Linked DNA regions of Sus scrofa: region 2 is linked to region 1. Evidence: chromatin contacts called from public Hi-C data. All regions are on one chromosome and are shown on one strand. The core of a region is the stretch at or near the end of the contact, and the rest is flanking DNA. Distances in the headings are between cores, read along the strand shown. Region 1 overlaps ACCSL (probable inactive 1-aminocyclopropane-1-carboxylate synthase-like protein 2). Region 2 holds the start of C2H11orf96.

Region 1 (6,033 bases), core at 599-3,098:
ACAGTCATCTCCTTGCTGTGAGTGAAACTGAGACGAGTTTGCCGACTGGGGGTCAGCATTCTACAGCCCACCTGCTCCCTCCGGGGCCGCGTACCCATGCCACTTCTGATGGAATCAAGAAGTCGGTCCATTAGGTCCAGCCCTCATTTCCCCTTTGGTACAGGAATGCAGCAGAGGCCTGACCAAAGATACACAGGAGGTTGGTGGCAGAGCTCACACCTAGGCCCAGGTCTCCTGACTCCAGGTTGTCAGGAAGTTTAGAAGAAACACATGCACGCATAGGTACATTTGCAAAAATCCTGATGCACGTTCCCCTAACACAGTGACAGGGGGAACTGAGGATCCATTAAATAGCTCTTCTTAAAGGAGAATCTAGGGGACCAGGACACTAGAGTGAGGGAACAGGGTCCTGGGTCCTGCAGGGCCCACATCATGCCAGTTCTTGGAGTGGAGGCATCACTAAAATTTATTTACTCTTCTGAGATGGGAGTGGTGAGGGAACACAGCCCTTCATTCAGTTAACAGATGTTTATTAGGGGGGTGTCACATGCTGACCATGGAATTCACCCAGCAAACCATCCAAACAAGCTTCCTGCACTTGTGGGAGAGACAGCCAACACACAAGCGAGCAAAGGAATAAGGGATGACCAATTGCAATTAGGATGCACTGAGTGGAAAGAAGGGCAGGGAGGGGTCTAGATTGCTTCTCTGCAGAGGTGGCATTTAGGCTGAGTCCACAGAGAGAGAAGGAACTGCTCTAGAGAAAGGGCTTTTCCAGGCAGTGGAAACAGCAGGTGCAAAGGCCCTGAGGTTAGCAAGATCTCAGCAGTGTCACCAATGAAAGGCTACAATGGATAGCTTGAGCTCCTTGATGGAGCAGGGGGAGGCTCTAGTAAGGTCTGTGAGGCAATCCAAGGGTCTTATTCTGAAAGTACCAGGGAACCAGGGAAGGGCTATAAGCAGGAGGATTGGGGTGATCTAATTTATGTTTTAAGACCGTATTTTGCTCTGAATAAAGGGTAGATAAGGGTGAGATGAGAAAGAGGCTGTGCAATGATCAGGATGAGAGATGCTGTCACCTGAAGGGTGGCAGTGTTGTTGGTAAAAGCGGGCTGCCTGAAGATAACTTCAGGTGGCAGAAATGACGGGGCTTGTGGAAGTAGTCAGCGACTATGAGAGAGGGAGAAATAAGAATGGCTTTGGCTTTAGTAACCTGGTGGATGGCATTTAACAAGATTGGCAGACAGTGGAATGAAATGCTTGGCTTCGGACAAGTCAAGTTAGAGATGCCTTTAGACGTCCAAGGGGAGGTGTGAAGGGGGCAGTTGCATATTCACAGCAATGACAACAACTGTGATGCTCTCGCGTTTCTATTTCCTGTTTGCCGTGTGCCTCGAGGACAGGAGCTGAGTCTGGCTTTGTTCCTAACCCTGTTCTCAGCATCGAGGCCAGAACTGGGCTGGTGGGCAGGGAGGTAGGGGAAGTGCTCAGTAAATATTTGTGAAATAAACTGAGTGGGGAGAGGCTGCTGGATGTGGATGGAGCTGGAAATCAAGCCCCCCATGACAGACCCCACCTAAGGAAATGGCGCAGGCTGGTCCCTCGGGAAACTTCCCTGCTGGCTTCTGGCTCTCCCATCTCTTGCTTCGCTCTCCTTCCCTCCTGCCAGCTTCCTGCCGGGAAACACAGCCTCCAGGCATAAATCATTAACCAGAATCACCTCTTACACAGGCGCTGCACTTCAGTTCTCAAAACACGCTGCCTGCCATTATCTTGAGTGATCCTTCAAACTACCCGGGGAGGTGGGCGGAGGCAGGGCCCATCTGATTGCTGCTCCCCACAGGAAGCGAGGGAAGAAGCCTGGAGAGCCGTGTAGGCACAACCAGAATTCATAAAGAGTCTGGGAGTGTTCTGGTCCCCTGGGACATTGCCTTTCAAACAGAACAGCAGAGAAACCACTAGAAAGGAGCACGGATGGTGGCACTGTGGGCTTTGTGACAGCTGGCGGAAAAAGAGTGCAGCACCGGGGAAAGCCCAGGTCACATCCAAGGCCATGCACAGGGAACCTCTCTACACAGCCATGGGAAAGCCACTCACCCTCCACGCTGTTCCACGCTCTGCAATCCAGGCTTACCCTCTGACAACAAGGTCCTCCAGATCATGCCACAGGCTCTGTGGAGGAGTCTGGAAAGAACCCACTGTGCTGCGTTAGCCAGCTCCCTTTCTCTCCCCTGGGCCTCAGTTTCCCCATCTGACAAATGGGAAGCTGGGAGAAACTGGGCAGTCCTCTGGCAACGCTGCCTTTTTTTGAGTGTCTCTCTGATTTGAAGGTCCTGGGACCCCAGCTTTGAGCTTCCCCCAGGCTGTGATCTGAAAGCCCTCACCCCACCTCCACTGCACCTGCCCAAGGCCACCCCTCTGGTGGCCCCATGCTAAGTGGTCCCACGGGAGCCTCCTCCATTTCCCAGAGCCTCTGCTCAGTCCAGCAGACGCTCGCCACCTGCTCGTTACATCTAAGGCTGATGGCCAGGCTTAGAACAATTTCCCTTGGCTGGGAAATGCTGTGACAGGAAAGAGACAGGACTCGACCTCTGCTTGGAAAGCCAATTGTGCAACACAATCCTGACAGGGGAGCCACGTGACCGACGGGAAAGGCGCCCTGAAGGAGCCAGGGCCTTCTTTGAAATGAATATCTTGGCAAGATCGACAGAAAAATGTCCTTTTGGACACCATGAACTCTGGGTCACAGCTCATTTATTTAGAGCCTGGCTACAGTGCTGTGTCCTGGAAGCATCCCTGAACACAGAGCCTTGCTAGGTCATTGCCAAGTGCATGTGGAGTGGCAGAAGCAGTGCATTACCTACCCTTCTGGCTTCTGCACACCCAAACCTCTCGTTTGTTCTTAGTGGCGGTCTAAGCCTGCACACCTGCATCTGGGCATCCTCTCCCAAGGCAGGCAAGTAATATAACTTTAGTAACAAGCAAAAAAGTCTTGTGTATCAAGTCTAATAATAAAGCAGACCATGTCTTTGGGGGCTAGTAGGGGCAGAAGTAGGTGGAGGAGAGAATTGAATGGAGAGGTTATATAGGATATTTTTATAATGTAAGGAGTTTCTGAAGATGAGGAAATACTTGTATCATAGTTTGGAACAAGAGCATGACAAAGCCTGCATGTATTGGACATCTACCACGTGCCAGAAACAGGGTTGGGAATCAGATTTTTTTTTTTAATTTTCTTTCATTGATTAAAGACTATTGAAATTTTTTCTTTTTCTTCTTGAATCCACTTTTGCAATGTACATCTTTCAGAGAACTTTTTGTATCTGAATTTTTGCTATACTGGCATAAAGCTGTTCATAAAATTCCCTTCCTGGTTTAATGTCTGTAGGGTCTCTAGTTATGTCCACTCTTTCTTTCTTTTTTTTTTTTTAATACTCTTTTTTTAATTTCCCCAATACATTATTTTTTTTTCCTACTGTACAGCATGGTGACCCAGTTACACATACATGTATACATTCTTTGTTCTCACATTATCATGCTCCATCATAAGTGACTGGACATAGTTCCTGGTGCTACACAGCAGGATCTCATTGCTAATCCATTCCAAAGGCAATAGTTTGCATCTATTAACCCCAAGCTCCCCATCCATCCCACTCCCTCCCCCTTGCCCTGGCAACCACAAGTCTATTCTCCAAGGCCATGATTTTCTTCTCTGTGGAAAGGTTCATTTGTGCCATATATTCGATTCCAGCTACAAGTGATATCATATGGCATTTGCCTTTCTCTTTCTGACTTAACTCCACTTAGTATGAGAGTCTCTAGTTCCATCTATGTCCACTCTTGCATTCTTGATACTGGTCATTGGTGTTCTTTCTTCTTAATAGTGTCACAGATGAGGAAACCAAGGCTCTGTGAGATTGCATTATCACTCGAGCCACAGTTAGGGAATTAAGAAGCTGAAATCCAAACTAGATCTGATTCCCCCTGCCCCTCACCAAGCCCCTTAAGATTATCTTTAAGAACAACATTTAACGGGTGATTTACAAGTGACCCCAGCATAACGTCTCCATCTGCTCAGAGTGTTCCTTAAAAAGTTACTCGTGTCCCCTTGAGTCCCTTCATATCATGATCGCAGTCCAGAGCGTTCCCTGCTCCCACTCCTCCCCCGCAGGGCTCCTGGCTCCTTCTGCCTGTGCGGGGATCTCAGAGCAGCCTCTCTGCCTCAGCATCTGAACTAGCTCCCCAGCCCCTGTCACTCCCTCCTCCTTCCTTCGCAGCACTGACTGGGGGATTGTCCGCCTCTCCCACTAAAACGTGCATTCACGCAGGAAAGGCCCATATCTCCCGTTCCAGGCACATAGAAGGTGTGCAATAGGTATTTCTGAATGAATGAATTAAATGAAAATCATGACATTCTTTTCTTTTAAAGAATAGTCTCTAATTCAAACTTGGCCTCCTGTTTCTCTCTAATTAATTCGAAGCAGTAATTGCGTTTTTCCCAGGAGCATCTTTACTCTAAACCTCTTAACCCCTGCTCTCTCCTCCTCACCTTCTCAAGTCCCTGGAGTGCTTGGGGAAGAGTGGCAATCATCCCTGGTGGGGGCAGATGGGCCACGCTGCGTCTCAGACCCCCTTTCAGGCTGACAAGACTGATCCCCCCACCTCCAGGTCTGTTCTCTTTGGAGGAAACCTTAGCCCAACAGGGCCTCTTCAGCAACCTGCCCCTTCTCAGGCAGCTGGAGCCACAGGCTCACCGACATGGGGAGCTTCTCAGCACCCCCTGGAGAATGCACCGCAAGGCCACCAATCCTTGGGGTGACCTGGCAGGTGGGTGGCTGGCTGTGGCCTCAGCTCTGCCGCCTACCCCTGCTTTCTTCTCCCCTGTCCTGCAGTGTGGATCCTGAGCCACTCCCTGATTGTGGCCCTGGACACATGTCTCCTTCTCAGAATTGGTTCCAGGGGGCCCTGACCAGGGGAGGAGAGACTTCCAGGTCCGCCAGCAATCCCATGGCCAAGTCTAGACCAGAGCCCCGGACCCTTGTCTCCCAGGCCTCCAGTAGAGAGTTCAGGCTATGGTGTACCAGGTCCAGGCCTGAGCTCTGGGCACATCTGTGCTCAGAAGATGCAGCTCACTCCCTCCACCACGTGAGTCAGATACACACACACACCTATAAAGAAAACCAGTAATTTACAGTGGTGACACATTGTATAAAGAAAAGTTTAGAAACAGAGGGAATGTGGAGTTCCTTTCATGGTGCAGCGGAAACGAATGGGACTAGGAACCATGAGGTTGCAGGTTCGATCCCTGGCCTCGCTCAGTGGGTTAAGGATCTGGTGTTGTTGTGAGCTGGGGTGTAGGTCGCAGACACAGCTCAGATCCTGCGTTACTGTGGCTCTGGTGTAGGCTGGCAGCTGTACCTCCAATTCACCCCTAGCTTGGGAATCTCCATATGCCACAGGTGTGGCCCTAAAAAGAAAGAAAAGAAAGAAAAAAAAAAAAACAGAGGGAAGTGGTCAAGAGGGTCTTGGGAGGACAGGCAGGTGAGAAGGTGCCCTGGGAAGGCCTCTCTGCAGGAGACGAAGAGGAATGATGGGGTAGATGAGGGTGCTGCCCGTTGTCCACAGCTCCCAGCTGCCTTCGTGCTGGGTGGAGCTCAGGCTCTGTCACCCTGTGAATTAGGAAGGGGGGTTGTTAGAGGCTCCATCAACCCACCAACTGCCCCCCTTCTGCTCTAGTGAGCTGCTTATGTCACCAATGTTGACCGAAGCTTTCTCAGTAGATGGATTCTGGCTATTTCACACCTTCAAAGTCACAAACAGGAGTTCTCATTGAGGCTCAGTGGAAACAGGCCCGACTAGTATCCGTGAGGATGCAGGTTTGATCCCTGACCTCACTCAGTGAGTTAAGCATCTGGCGTTGCCATGCGCTGTGGTGTAGATTGCAGACACGGCTTGGATCTGGCATTGCTGTGGCTGTGGTGTAGGCCGGCGGCTGTAGCTCCGATTCAACCCCTACCTAGCCTGGGAACTTCC
Region 2 (5,439 bases), core at 662-3,161, 51 kb after region 1:
CCCAGGCAGGCGCTTTCCATCCTCACATCACCAACCTTCGCCTCCATCCACCCCATCCTGGACAAAGTGGGGAACAGACCCAAGAGGTGGGAGCGCTCTGGGCCCGGTGTATTCAGTCGTTCAGTCGGGGAGGCAGGTAATGGACCCATGCACCCAAGACGCGACCTCGTTCTGGTGACGTTTTCTACACCCGGGGATTCCTGGCCCCCCATTCCAGCTAATCTTCCCCAATCCTCCCCCTGTCTTGAGAGCCTGAACCCCCAAGGTTCAAGAAGTCAAGAGCCTTGAGAAATGCACTGTGCAAATATATTGACTTTATTTGTCTCCGTTCGGGAGCCTCACAGACATATCAGGTAAAAAGATCGTTAAATAAACGCCGTCAGCCATCGCAATGCAAAAATAAATATCAATCCTTCGGCCACAGCAGCAACTGAGCTGCGCTCCAAGTCCCATCGGCCGAGCCTAACAATTACAAAAGTGTTCAGCGAGAGTGTGTCGGCGTGAGTGTGAACGGGAGTGCGCTGGGGGGCACGGTGGAGCGGTGTGCAAAGTCGGAGTTGCAACCATCGGACAAGGGCGTGGAGCTGCTCTCCGAGAAGCCCTGGTGACCCGGGGCGACTCGGCGCGGGCGCGTCCCCGCACACACTCACAGCAGAGTTCGTACTGGAAGGAGTTTAAAAATAAACATTTACAAGGGCAAAGAAAGCGGCCCCCCTCCCTGTCGCCCGAGGGTGAGCGCGGCGCGGCGCAAGGCGCCCCAACCAGTTCGCAGCCGAGCGAAGGTCCAAGTGCTCGAGGGGCGCTGGTTCCCGGTCTTCCTGGGCCCCGGGGAGGCGGGCGCGGGCTCTCTCGGGTTCGAACGCCGGTCGCCGGCGGGCCTCCGAGGCGCGTGTGTCCCGGCTGCGGGCGGCGCCCCTCACAGGGCCGAGTCGGAGTCGCTAGAGTCCAGGCTGTTCCTCAGTTTGCAGCTGGTGAGTTGCTCCCGCTGCAGCGACAGGCTCTGCGTGCTGCGGCGCAGGCACTCCAGGCTCTGCAGGAACGACTTCTTGGCCTTCTCCTCCTCCATGGGGGACACTCCCTCCTCCTCCACCTCCTGGATCTCGTCGAAGGTCACCGGCTGCGTCTTGAAGCGGGACTGGCGCGGCCGCCGCAGCCGACCCTTGCCCTTGGACAGCTTGGCGGGCCGCACGGGCTGCGGGAACTCGTCGGCCAGGCACACGAAGTGCGGCATCACCGCCTGGTAGCTGGAGCAGATGCCCATCAGCTCGCTGGGCTTGGCGGCCGCCATGGCGCTGCCCGTGTCTTCGGGGCCGGGCGGCGGGGCGCCGGGGCTCTCCAGGGGCGGCCGCTGCGCCGGGGCCCCCCGGGAGGCAGCAGCCTGGGGCTCGCCGGGCGGGGGATCCAAATCTGCTGTGGGGTGGCGGCGGCCCTCGCGGGCCCGGGTCGGCGCTCCTCGGGAGGGCGGGCAGGCGGGCCCGTCGTGGGGAACGGGGCTCTGGGGGATGCTGCTCCGCTGCGCTCCGAGGCGCTCGCCGCCGCTGCTGTCGCCGTCTGCCCCGCGGCGGCCCGGCCCACCGCTTATATAGCCGGCTCCTGCCCACACGGCTGCGAGCTCGGATGACAGCGAATGCCATTTAAAGCGTGTGCGCCCCGCGCCCTTCCGCCTGACGTCGCCCCGCCACGCTGGGAAAGTAGCGGCCCTTTCCCCAGCGCCGCCCGCCAACCCGGCTCCGGAAGGCGGGCCCCGCCCGCGGGGGTTCCGGGAGCATCCAAGGCCCCGAAGCACGCGGCTGTGCAGGGGCGGGCGGCCCAGGTGCAGGGTCTTGTCCTGGGCCTCCCCCAAGCCTGGAGGAAACGTGGTAGCCGCGGGGACGCAGGTCCCCCTCTCCAGCCTCCTAATCCCAGAGGCACACAATCAAGACGCTTGGTTATGCTGCGGAGGGTTCTGCGCTGCGCGCGGAGCGGAGGCAGCTCCCAGTCTCCTTGCTGCAGGGAGAGCCATGCCACCTGGCTCCCCAAAACTGAGTCTGGAGGAAGGGCTGGATTTCTTCTCTGGACTCATGCCAGCACTCCCAGACACATACACACACACACACACACACACACACAAATACAAACACACTGGATTATTCCATTCCACTTCGCTTCCCTAATTGTCTTCTCTATGTTTGTCTCCTCACTACTTGCACCCTCCAAGTCCCTTGAGCACCCACATTCATGCTCAAAGAATGACACTTAGATATGGGACTAACAACAACAACAATAATGATAAGTAACCATCTGGAGAGCATTACTCCAAGCCAGGCAGTGAGCTTTGCTTTACATATATTATCCTACTTAATCTTCCTAACAGCCCTGCGAGGTAATTGGTAGTCTCCCAGTTTTACATATGAGAGAACGGAGGCACAGAGAGGAGAAGCAATTCGTCCACTAGAGGCTGATGGCACCAAGGGGGCTCAACCCCAGGGGCTGAGAGCCACCAATGCTGAGTCCTGCTAAGGGCTGAGAGCCACCAATGCCCCCAAGGCTTCTCAGAGCAGATCCTCTGCCTGGGTTTCCCACATTCCCAAGAGGAAACCATAAATAAGCATTGCTCTGACATGTGGGCCTGGGGTGCTAGCATCCAGCAAGGCTCATGGGAAGGCTGGGAAAGGAGGAAATCAATGGAAATTGGCCGCCATTCCTTCCATAGCCATCCGACAAAGACTTATTGAGAACATACTAAGTACTGGTTCAGGAGGGTCCCCGCCTTTGGGAAAGTTACAGTCCAGGGAAGGGAGCAGAGCAGACACTAAACACCTAAACAAGAAATGAGCTGTGGGTGGTGATAGGGATGCAGATGGAGAGATGCTGGGGGATGGCGCACAAAAGGCTCTTTGGAGTGGGTGATATTTAAGGTGTCCTCAGAAGGACAATAATAGCACTACTAAGTGCTTAACAGATGCCATGCTTTGAGTACTGTTTATGCATTAATTCGTTTAATGTGCTCATTATTTTGTTTAATCCTCTCAGCAACTCCAGGTAACAAGTATTTTTATTATTTATTTATTTATTTTGGTCTTTTTAGGGCTGCACCTGTGGCATGTGGCAGTTCCCAGGCTAGAGATCAAATCAGGGCTGTAGCTGCCAGCCTACACCACAGCCACAGCAATGCGGGATCTGAGCCACATCTGCGACCTACACCACAGCTTGCAGCAATGCTGGATCTTAACCTACTGAGCGAGGCCAAGGATGGAACCTGTGTCCTCATGGATGCTAGTCAGATTCATTTCTGCTGAGCCATGACGGGAACTCCTATTATGCTCATTTACAGATAGGAAAGCGAAGGCACAGAGAAGCTAAGCAACTTCCCCTAAGGTCACACAGTTAGTTAATAGCAGAGCTGAGATTCAAACCCAGACGACTTAGTTCCTAAGGCCTCTTGTTTATCCATTATGCTGAAGCCCTTTGCCCTGTGGAGGACAAAGAAGGAACCAGTGTGTGACAACTGGGAGGAGAGTGTTTAGGGCAGAGGGAACGTGGTGCAAGGGCATAGAGGCAGGAGGAAGCCTGGCTTATTCCAGGAACAGCAAGAAGACCTATGTGGCTAAAGCAGAGAGGGCAAGGGGCACAAGAAGTAAGACAGTCACGGAGGCCTCGATGGCCATGTTAAGGAGGTAGCATTTTATCCTAAGGGCAATGGTACAGCACTGGAGGGTTCTGTGCTCAGGCGCTACATGTTCCATTTTATGTTTGGAAAAGCTCACTCTGGTTGCCATGCGGGGAGTAACGGGAAAGGGGTTGGGGGAAGAAGCAGGGAGCCCACCTATGACCCCCAGATACAAGACATTGAAGACATGGATTAGAGTGAAGAAAACAGAGAGGTAGGGAAACGGTCAGATTTGGGATCTTTCTGAAAATTGAATTGAGAGGACTTGCTGATGGATTCAATGGGGGGGGCAGTGTTGGGGGGAAGGGGTGAAAATCCAGGTTGACATATTTGTATTTGGCCTGAGCAAATGTTAGATGGTGGTGCCATTGATTGATAGGGAATGTTGTGGGGAAGAGAAGGTTGGGGAGGGAAGAGTCATTGTGGGGTCTGCAAGTTATCCATCCAAATCCACTAAGCACCAAGGCCTAAAATGATCATATCGGAACTGCATTATGTGAAGGAAAAATTAATTCCTATAATCCTAAGGCCACTGTATTTTAGAGTTCCTTTCAACAGCATCTTAGCAAAACTCTGATATAGAAATTGGGACCGGAATGGGAAGCTGCCATGTACAAAACCCCTAAAATGTGTGGCACTGGCTTAGCCAACAGGTGGTGAGCAACATGGAAACAAATATTGGAGAATGGAAAACCAGTGACTCTTGTTATGCTGTGGCAAAACATCTATTAAAAATGTTACCTGGGAGTTCCCATCCTGGTGCAGTGTTAAGAAATCTGAGTAGGAACCATGAGGTTGCGGGTTCCATCCCTGGCCTCACTCAGTGGGTTAAGGATCCGGCGTTGCCATGAGCTGTGGTGTGGATTGCAGACACAGCTCAGATCTGATGTTGCTGTGGCTGTAGCTCCGATTCAGCCCCTAGCCTGGGAACCTCCATATGCCACGGGTGCGGCCCTGAAAAGCAAAAAATAAAAAAATAAAAATAAAAAACGAAAAAGAAAACATTACCTGAGATCATTAGGAAGGCAGACCACATGCCTACTTGAGCCTCTAATTCTAGAAAAATGCTTGGAAAGAGCAAAAACATTTGCCTGTGTTGGCGGCTGGATGCTGCCATTGGGAAGATATTACAGGAAAGAGATTGGCTAGTTTGCAAGAAGAGATGGAGAGAAAAGGAGAACCTATAGAAAAGTCACTGTCCTCAGGGTTGGAGAGACCAACTGGTTTTGTCCAAAGTGCAGATTAGACCATCGTGGCTCAGAGCCTTTCTCCAAGCCTGTCTATTAGGCCAAACAAACAAATGGATCACCCTTGTGGCAAAATATTCTATTAGGGGGTGTTGCTTTGTCATCCAAGTCTATTATTTCAGATGTCTTTAGGGTAACTTTCCTTAAAATGAGAGAGAAAGATGGGTTGGGCAACACAGACAGACTTAAAAACTCTATCAAGAAACGAATTTGGGGTGTGGTTACTGCATATGGAACGGACCAGAAGTAAAAAGACCCAAAGCCTACTACGTTTCTGAAGGAATTGTTATTACCAACAAAACTGCAAGGCTGGACTTTAAAAGCCCATGACGTCCCTAAACAAACTCATGAGAGGACCAACGTTCAACCCCTGTTGGGTGGTAGTGGAGAGCCACAGACGAGAAGGAACTTCCCAAGGCCAAAGCCCAGGGCCGGGGAGACACAGGACCAGGGGCCTTCCCACCAGGGCGGGAAGTCCTCTCTGTTCTAGAGGGTGGATGAGGGCAGAATTTGGCCAGCTGGGCCCACTTCCCAGCTTCTTGC

The links. A called contact is a pair of places that touch in the nucleus more often than the background predicts.
Region 2: a Hi-C map of retroperitoneal adipose tissue shows a contact between it and region 1, with 1.7 times the contacts expected there. The contact joins the promoter of C2H11orf96 here to the enhancer-like site in region 1. A contact is called at or near these places in 7 of 47 Hi-C or Micro-C datasets (brain, liver, mesenteric adipose tissue and 3 more) and 1 of 2 datasets of contacts at active chromatin or transcription factors (skeletal muscle).

The regions. Positions count from the first base shown.
Region 1 is chr2:18,340,618-18,346,650 of Sscrofa11.1, forward strand. All of the region lies in intron 1 of ACCSL (probable inactive 1-aminocyclopropane-1-carboxylate synthase-like protein 2), which reads right to left. Among named protein-coding and RNA genes, the nearest start is that of C2H11orf96, 50 kb to the right of the region's middle. Within about 2 kb of position 1,849, at least 24 of the 83 cell types and tissues checked have an H3K27ac peak or open chromatin away from gene starts, as enhancers often do. A contact at or near this core is called in brain, liver, mesenteric adipose tissue and 1 more, where this site is marked.
Region 2 is chr2:18,392,000-18,397,438 of Sscrofa11.1, forward strand. It overlaps C2H11orf96, which reads right to left and starts at 1,912. Exons shown (of 1, transcript XM_021085053.1): 1 at 295-1,912. The coding sequence starts at 1,912. The coding sequence ends at 917. All of the region lies in intron 1 of ACCSL (probable inactive 1-aminocyclopropane-1-carboxylate synthase-like protein 2), which reads right to left.